2 separate regions of the Xenopus laevis genome follow, and region 2 is linked to region 1. A link is a contact called in public Hi-C data. All regions are on one chromosome and are shown on one strand. Each heading gives the region's core, a stretch centred on a gene start, on an enhancer-like site or on the middle of the called end of the contact. The rest is flanking DNA. Distances are from core to core; before and after follow the strand shown. Region 1 holds the start of LOC108716591. Region 2 holds the start of commd1.L (copper metabolism domain containing 1 L homeolog).

The links. Hi-C and Micro-C count contacts between places; a contact is called where the count stands out from the background.
Region 2: a Hi-C map of the XL177 cell line shows a contact between it and region 1, with 4 times the contacts expected there. The contact joins the promoter of commd1.L here to the promoter of LOC108716591 in region 1. A contact is called at or near these places in 2 of 4 Hi-C or Micro-C datasets (the XL177 cell line and animal cap).

Annotation. Positions count from the first base shown.
Region 1 is chr5L:32,071,355-32,075,951 of Xenopus_laevis_v10.1, reverse strand. LOC108716591 reads left to right here and starts at 1,809. Exons shown (of 11, transcript XM_018262835.2): 1 at 1,809-1,886.
Region 2 is chr5L:32,268,558-32,273,451 of Xenopus_laevis_v10.1, reverse strand. commd1.L (copper metabolism domain containing 1 L homeolog) reads left to right here and starts at 1,919. Exons shown (of 4, transcript NM_001095984.1): 1 at 1,919-2,069; 2 at 2,174-2,474. The coding sequence starts at 2,301.

The sequences.
Region 1 (4,597 bases), core at 560-3,059:
GATTAGTTGCCCCGAAGAAAAGGAGATTTGTCGCCAGGCGACTAATCTCCCCATATCGCAGCGTGTGCCTGTAGTCTGTAGCAAAGTCAATCACTAAAATTACCGCATGTGCATCAGTGTATTATGTTTCGTGATTTCATTTATACAGTTATTTCATTCCATTTTTTCCACTTCAGCCGTTAATGACTCATGAACCACACAAACTAGTAAACATTTCCGTTAGAAGTAATTGCAACACCTGTTCAAGGGAACGCCAGGCAACATATACAGTATGCATCCCAAACAAGCTGCACTGAAAGCAGGGCCACCTATGACAATTGTCAAGAAAACTTGGCTGCAGTACATTCAATTATAAAAATAGCAAAATTGCAGCGTGCTGTAATCTGAACGTTTCCCATGTGACTCAGCACAAAGGCTATGCTGGGACAGATCCCCAACATTAGTCCAGTCAGATCATTAGTTTCTTTTTTTGGTTTACATTAAACAAAATAATCACAAGCTCCTTTTCATTTATACCGTTAAAGGGGTTCTTCGCCTTTAAGTTAACGCAAATTTTTTTATAGAATAGCTCTTTCTAAGCAACTTTTCAATTGGTCTGCAGTTTTTTAAATAGTTTTTAATTACTGATGGGGTCACTGACCCCATCTAAAAAGCAAATGCTCTGTAAGGCTACACATTTATTGTTATTGCTACTTTTTATTACTCACCTTTCTATTTATGCCCTTTCCTATTCATATTCCTGTGTCTTCAAATCAGTGCCTGGTTGCTAGGGTAACTTGGACCCTAGCAATCACATTGCGGAAACTGCAAACTGGAGAGCTGCTGAATATAAAGCTTAATAACTCAAAACCCACAAATAATAAAAAATGAAAACCAGCTGCAAATTGTCTCACAATATCACGTGTTACATCATATAAAAAGTTCATGTAAAGATGAACAAAACTCTTTCATGAGAGGGGTGTTTTGCAAGCGGCATATGTATAAAGAAGAATAACGTCTGTGTGCATTTTTAAAATTTGAATTATTTAACCATCTAAAGATATAATTGCAGAGCGTGCAATTGCATGTAATGTTTCTTAAAAACGTGTCGTTAGGGAGACACCTGGAGGCACATTTACTAAGGGTCTAAGTAAATTTTTCGAATTTAAAAACTTCGAATTTCAAACTAATTTTTGGGTACTTCAACCATCGAATAGGCCTAAATTCGACTTTGACTTCGACTATTCGAAGTAAAAAAGTTTGACTTTGAAAATCGAAGTACTGTCTCTTTAAAAAAAGTTCGACTTCGACACTTCGCCACCTTAAACCTGCCGAATTGCTATGTTAGCCTATGGGGACCTCCTAGAACCTAGAAGTTTTTAGAAGTCGAAGTAAAATCGTTCTATCGATCGATTAAATCATTAGATTCGAAGGATTTCATCGTACGATCGAGCGATTTTACTTTGACAGAATATGGCCAAACTCGATAAAAAAAACTTCGACTTCGAATATCGAAGTAATGCCATTCGCTGGTCGAATTTCGAAAGTTTTTTACACTTCGAAATTCGACCCTTGATAAGTCTGCCTCCTGGTGTCTGCAATAAGAACAGCGATAACATTTATTAAAGAGAATATTATCTGTCACTTCTGTATAATATAGAAATACTGACTGATACAGGAGGATCCTGCTCCTTAGAGCTTACAGTCTAAAAGATATGATATGTGTGTGAGAAGGGCATTACAGTCTACATGCAGATGCCATTACAAAGCCTGCACACAGTGCCCCTTTAAGTTGTCCACACAGTTTGATTTGCATAAATTACCTTTTCTGCTAAAACTGCAGAGATCTGCCAAGGTTCAAGTGTGTGTTCTCCTGCTACTGATTTCTTGCATTCCATGTTTCATTGGTAACTATTTTCTGATTTGATATTGTCTGGCTTCTAATCAGTTCACATATCTAGTGCATGGCTGCTCGGAAGCTGTGCAGTCAGCAGTATGCATCTCATTACTCAGCAGCCATGCAGCATGTGCAATTGATACAACTGCCAGTTTTAAAGTGATGAGTGTACAAAACCACCAAGCTGTGTCATACTATAGGAACTTGGTGAGTTGTTTGGATAATTCCAGTTCATATGTATTGCAGATTACAGATCCATATAATGGATTTATATTCCTATACCGCTATGTGGATTCCAAGTTTGATTTCAGTAACTCTTCTGAATTTAAATTCTCATTTAACTCACATGCACACACATTTAAACCTGGAGTTGACATCAGGGGCACACAAAACATTATGCAGTACTTTAAAGGGGTGCTTCACCTTCAAGTTTACTTTTAGTATGTTATATAACCCCTAATTCTAAGCAACATTTCAATTTGTCTGTATTATTTATCTTTTATAGTTTTTGAATGATTTGCCTTCTTCTTCTGACTCTGTCCAGCTTTCAAATGGGGGTCATTGACCCCATTTAAAAAACAAATGCTCTGTAAGGCTGCACATTTATTTTTATTGCTAATTTTTATTACTCATCTTTCTATTCAGGTCCTCTCCTATTCATATTCCTGTCTCTTCTTCAGATCAATGCATGGTTGCTAGGGTAATAAGGACCCTAGCAGCCAGATTGCTGACATTCCAAACTGGAGAGCTGCTGAATAAAAAGGCAAATAATAAAAAATGAAAAACAATTGCAAATTATCTCAAAATATCACTCTCTACACCACTTTAATTCTGCCCCCTTCCCTTATATTCCATTAAAGCGGATTTAGTATAGAGAATTATATTCTGAGACAATTTGCAATTGATCTTAATTGTTTTAATTAATTTAGCTTTATTTCCAGCAGCTCTCCAGTTGGGAATTTCAGAAGCTATTTGGTTGTTAGGGTGCACATTACTCTAGCAACCAAGCAATGGTTTGAATAAGAGACTTGAATATGAACAGGAGAGGGCCTGATTAGAATAGATTTGTATCCTTACATAGCATTTCTATTTTAGATGTTGGGGTCAGTGACCCCCATTCGAATGCTGGAAGACTATAAAAAGGAAAACAAATGAAGGCTAATTGAAAAGTTGCTCAGAATTAGCCAATCTGCTTGTTTCTGTGCGTATTTTATCATGTGAAAACACAGATTCTGCATGTGTGTTATTGTGCCTCTGAATGGGAGCTTGGTTACCTGTGGTTGTTGCCCACATATTTTGGGTGTCGCCCTGATTTAACCCCCTGTCGCCTGGTCATCCACAGCAACAAGTGCAGTTCATTAAGTAAGGCTAAACTGGTGATGGGTACATTATATAAACTTCTACATTTGTCCTAATTTGCTCTGATGAAGCAAGAAGAATGGATCAAACAAACAAAGTCCTTTCAAGTTCACTGTTCTACATTAACATAGAAAAAATCTACATCTTAATATTTTTTACATTTAAAGAAAAGACAGAATGTCCAACCAGAGCAGTATTTGTTGATTTCAGGTCATTTGGTTGGGAAAAGACATAAAGCAGCCTTTAGACTGAAACAAATGTGGGTGGGATTTTAAAGGATTAAAATGTGAATGTTTCTGTTTTTTATTTTTCAACAAAATGAGAGCATACGAATTCTGTTAGGGCTCTTACTGATGAGCAGTTGAAGCTGCGCTCCCCTGCATTTCGTTTTTCTGCGGTTAGCCGCAGGGGAGCGCAGAAATAGACACATTTAGCTTTTTTCAATGGGGCTGTACTTACACAGGCGCGTGTAGGCGACGAACGCAGGAAAAATGCAGCATGTTGCGTCTCAACCTGCGTTCAGCACCTACACGCGCCTGTGTGAGTACAGCCCCATTGAAAAAAGCTAAATGTGTCTTTCTGCGCTCCCCTGCGGCTGAACGCAGAAAAACGGAACACAGGGGAGCGCAGCTTCAACCGCTCGTCAGTAAGAGACCTTACTGTGTCAGAAGCTGCTGTAACAAGCAAGTAGCAATTAACGCCTTCTGAAGTCACATACAATGTTGCCAATGCTGCAGCCTCAGCGTAACCTCCAGATAACCAGTTCAGCTCATGAGCACATTTAAGTATATTAAAACATAACCTTTAATTTAAAATACTTAAAAAATATATACGCTGCCCTATTACACAAGATTCACTACAAACAGCCCTTGTGAGTAGTGTTGGACCATATCCATAAAAATACACAAAATTAAAAACACTTAGGGGCAGATTTATCAAGGGTCGAATTTCGAAGTACAAAAAACTTCGAAATTTGACCATCGAATTAAAAAACTTTGAATTCGAATATCGAATTCAAAGTTTTTTCAGCAAATTTGCCAATCCTGCGATCGAATAAAAATCGTTCGATCAAACAATTAAATCGGTCGAATTGAATGATTCGAACGATTTTAGCGCACGATCGAACCATTTTTATTCAATGTGTTGTAGAAGGTAAATTCAAAGTCGTAGTATCCTATTCAGTGGTCGAAGTATCCAAAAAATTACTTTGAATTTTTTTACATCGAAAATTCCCTAGAATTCACTTAAAGCCTTGATAAATCTGCCCCATAGAGTGGACAAGTGGTGTGATTGATTTTTACCAGCTAGCCACTGTTCAGTTACTACAAAGTAGCTAAATTGCATTTTACACATAGATGTTGG
Region 2 (4,894 bases), core at 670-3,169, 200 kb before region 1:
ATCATACTAACCCAAATGTGAACAACCCCTTTAAAAAACAAATGCTCTGTAAGGCTACACATATTCTGTTATTTTTACTTTTTATTACTCATCTTTCTATGCAGATCCTCTCCTATTCATGTTGCAGTCTCTTATTCAAATCAATGCATGGTCTTATTCAAATCAATGCATGGTTGCTAGGGAAATTTGGACCCTAGCAACCAGACTGCTAATGTCGCAAACTGGAGAACTGCTAAATAAAAAGCTAAATAACACAAAAAAACGCAAATACTGAAAACCAAATGCAAATTATTTCAGAATATCGAGATCGAAAAGTGGCAAAACCCTTTAATTCCACCTGGCCTACCTAGTTTCCTATTTGATCAAATTGGGACAAGAGTCTCTGAGGGCCCCAGGCACTGTTTATATAGTGAATAAAGTACCCCCTCTTGTAAAATATAAGGATATTATAAGTTACCGAGGAGTTTCATGACCATATAAAAACACGAGGCCGAAGGCCGAGTGTTTTTATAAAGGTCATGGAACTCCGAGGTAACTTCTAATATCCTCATATTTTGCAACTGGGGGTACTTTATTTATTATAATACACACGTTTCAGTGAGTCATGTGACAGAAATGACATCAGAACTCACCGTTTATAACTGATGACATCAGAACTCACCGCTTATAAGAATATAATTTACAAGATATTCATGGCTTTTGTGTATTATAACCAGGATAAGGTATTTTCTTAGTTCTCTGCAGTGTTGCCAAGTTGGAAGTTTTCCATCCAAATAGAGCTACTGATTTAAAGCCCAGGCTGGTTTTGAAAGTACAAACTAGCCAAGGTACGGATCTGGGCTACTTTTTAGGCCTTTGGCTGGTTTGTACTTTGGAAACCAGCCAAAGTTTTTTCTTGCCCTTATTTGCCAAGCCTACGTCTCCCAGACCCAGTGCATGTAAGGTAATATAGTTTTTGTGTAACAATTTCCCCACTGCCAAGTTAAATGTAAGACTACAATACCCAGCATGCAATGGGACTGTTTTGTGTAGAAGTCAGGAGTTACCAGATTTTGGGCTTTGTACCTCAGTCTCCCATCCCATTCTCACATTTTCCAATGACTTTCCTCAATTTCAGACAATTTTAGATCAAAAATCTTCTGGCCACCAAAATATATATATATAGGTTGACCCGTTTCACCAATATTTATTATTTGAAATGGTATATGTATTAGGGCCTATGGGACCCCTATACCTCCTGGGCCTGCTCTGTGATGGGCTAATCCATACCTCCAAACATTTTGGAAGTAAAAAGAGGGACAAAATTTTTTTCCTGCATGTAGCAATTTTTTGACCACATCCCTTTCTGTGGCCACATGTAGCAATTTTTTGACCACACCCCTTTCTGTGGCCACACCCCCTAATTACCATGTTTGTTTTACAAAATTTGGCAGGTCATGAAAGTTTGAAAATATTTCTCCTTATAAAAAACTGTATTTATGTGTCTCAAAATTGTTACAAAGTATCTTATTTGCACCTGTTAGCTGTTCTGGGCTCTCTGCTAAAAGCCAATTAAGTGAGAAACTTTTTCTTTTTCTGGCTGTTCAGTGCAGAGAAAAGAGGGACAAATCCAGGACAAATGAGGGACTGCGTGGTTGAGCTGTCAAAAGAGGGACTGTCCCTCCGAAAAAGGGACAGTTGGGAGGTATGAATCTGTCCCATTTTACTTCATGGAAAAAATTAGAATTTTCACACATATTCATTTATTTTGTATTACTTTTTTTCACTGCACATCTATGTCTTTTATTCCCTCTCTTACAAAATGCAAGAGGTAGAATCTCTGTGACAAAGCAACTCAGTCCCTGCGTTTAAACGCAGTCTTGACTCCAGTCTCGCGTGATGAGAGTTTACGGTATCGCGATTTTCTGTGGGAGAGGAGGAGAAAGCTTTCAGGTGACAGTAGAGGTCTGAAACTAGCGGCTGTGTTTGTTTAGTTAAAGCGAGACTGTTGGGCACTTGGATTAGTAGGCGAAGTTTGAACTTCCTCCAAGTTTATTTAATCCCCATACGGCTCTACCGGGACGAAAACTGTGAGTAAACTAGTAGTAGTAGCAGCAGCAGCAGCAGAAGAGGCTGTGTAGGGTCAAGATATCATCTGTTACTTTAAAGTGTGTATTCTTTATTTTATTGTCAGGTTTATTTTTTTCTCAGAGCTAATTGGGAATGTACGGCGGAATTTTGCAGAACAGCCAATCACGACGTCCGTAGTGTCACGTGAGAACTATTTTTCTTTTGGGTCACGTGAAAGGTAGGAGCTGACCATGGCAGATGCAGAGGGCGCCAAGCGTTTGACAGGACTGCTGAATGGCATCGCTCAGAGTAGTTACTATGGCAACGCAGACATCACCGAGGAGTTGTTGAAGAGTGAGCTGTACCCTAATTTACCGGCAGACCAGTTCAGGGCCTTGCTGGAGAAAATGAGAGGTCTTCTTAAGGTAATGCTTTGCTCTCATTGAGCTGGGGGAGGGGAGTATCCAGCTATTAATGTTCATTATCATCCATATTGATAACACTTTTCTGTAACAATGTTATATACTAAATTCTATCAGAATCTACTTTGCAGGAGGTATAGGGGCCCCACAAGGCCCTCATTTATATACCAAATTCAGTAAATATTGGTAAAAGGGTTAAACCATTAGACCTTTGGGTGGTGCCCAGTAATATGTTGTAAGGCTATTGCATGTTGGAATTACTGGGTTTCACCAATATCTTAAAAGAGATACAAACCCCATATTAAAAAAACCCTACCCCACATAGACCCCCGGCCACACCCCCCCCCCCCAGCCTACCCCTGGCAAATGCCCCTGACTTTTTACTTACCCCTCGTGCAGATTCAGGGATCGGAGTTCACAGCAGCCATCTTCCGGGTCTTCGGTAATCTGACAACGAGACCGGTGTGGCTGCGAATGCGCAGTTGGAGCAATTTCCCAGCATGCGACAATTGCGCATGTGCCAACATTGACGGTAATTGCTGAAACGCCTGAAGAAGACACAAAGACCCAGAAGATGGCTGCCGTGAACTCGATCCCTGAATCTGCACCGAGGGGTAAGTAAAAAGTTAGGGGCCTTTGCCCTGGGTAGCAGCTTTTTTCTGTATTTTTTTAGGGCATTGATCCGCTTTTTTTTAATCATTCTTTTTATATTCCAATCTTTTAATAACTTTAATGGCTTTCATGGTTTTAGAGAAATTGAGTTTGTCGTTTTAAAAAGCGGCAATACCACTAAAATTCAACCTTTATTATGGGCCTTTATGACTTTTTCACCAACATCATAAATAGTTTAGGTGGCCATACACTGGGCTACTTTTCAATGCATTGTCTTCCAATCCATCTGCAGGCCAAACCGAGGGATACTGTATAGTTGGTCATACACGCAGTTGGCCAAATACTATTGTACCATATGGGCTGAGCTTTGGCTCCTTTTACTTGTGTTTTTATAGTACCAGGCTCCTACCTACAAGATGCATCAGCAGATTTCATTATCGGGTTGAACATATCAATTTGACCCAAGAAGATTGCAGGTGTCTTCTTTTGAAACTGACCCTTAGCTGTTATTGTAAATTACACTGTTTACATTGCAAATAAGTCACTATACCATGTAAAATTCTATTCTTCAACCAAGAAATGTATATTTTTTATTTGTGGTATTGGTGTAGAGGGAGCCATTTCAGTGCATTGAGCCTGATTCTGAGCTTCAAGAAGTAGTCAGCACTTCAGGAAGGGACTGCTGTTTTTTTTCCTACTCATTGTACTTCAGTACGACCCCGGTCATGCAATAGTAAAGCGGTTCCTGCTTGGGTGCTATCTCGTGTCTACTACTAGGTTGGCTAGGGAGCACTTAGCTTTGCAAAAGATTTCTGACTTCATTTTGATCTCTACAATGCTAAAATATTCCTTCAGGAAACCTGATTTTTTGCCATGCCATGGTAAGGGGCTCTGGGATGTCATGAATCATTGGCTCTCGGTGTATTTATTGTATATGGGGCTAAAGTTCCCACTACCCTTCATTGTATAATGTATTTAGAATCTGGAGTTATTCTTTATAGAAGCTAGTGTATCAATATTTACATGTGCGTACTGTGTGTGTGTGTGTGTGTGTATATATATCTATATCTATATCTATCTCCTTTACTGTGCAGGCTAATTAAGGCTAACGTTACATGGGTCAGTTTTTCCATAGTGTATTTTAGCTGGCAGGGAAATGCCTGAAGCCACCCTTAATTATTTGGAGGCAGTACTGGCAGTTTTACCTGTTCACCCACTTGCCAAAATTCAGGACAGTAGCAGCAGCAGTGCTGTTAGCCCATGTAGGCAGTATCCATTCAGGCAGTTAAAGGGGACCCGTCACCAAAAAAAATTATTCAAAATCCTATTTTATCACATTAGCCAAGCAAAATGAACTTTAATTACACTATATAAATTATAAAAATCTTGTTTCCTTCAGTCTGGGATTTCAAAATTATAGCAAGCAGGCAGCAGCCATTTTGTGCACACTGTTATTAAGGCAAGCCTTGTATCATCTCAGAATCTTGTTTGTGCACCAGAATGGGGGACCCAATGTCCATCCCCGTGCTCTGGCTACAGATTTAAATGGTAAAGAGAATAGGGGAATATGTGGAGAGCAGGGACATCTAGGAAGTGCTGAATGGAAAGTGAAAGTAATTGTTTGCCCCGCCTCTATGCCCGTGGCATAGAGGAGGGGCAGACAATATTTGATTGACAGCTGAGATTTTTAAATGAGCTTACAACAGCTATGAATGCTTTAATAAAAAATAGAAATTGGATTTCATGTTTAATTTGAAAAGGACTTTTATTATACAGATTTTTGTGGCTGGGTGACAGGTCCACTTTAAATC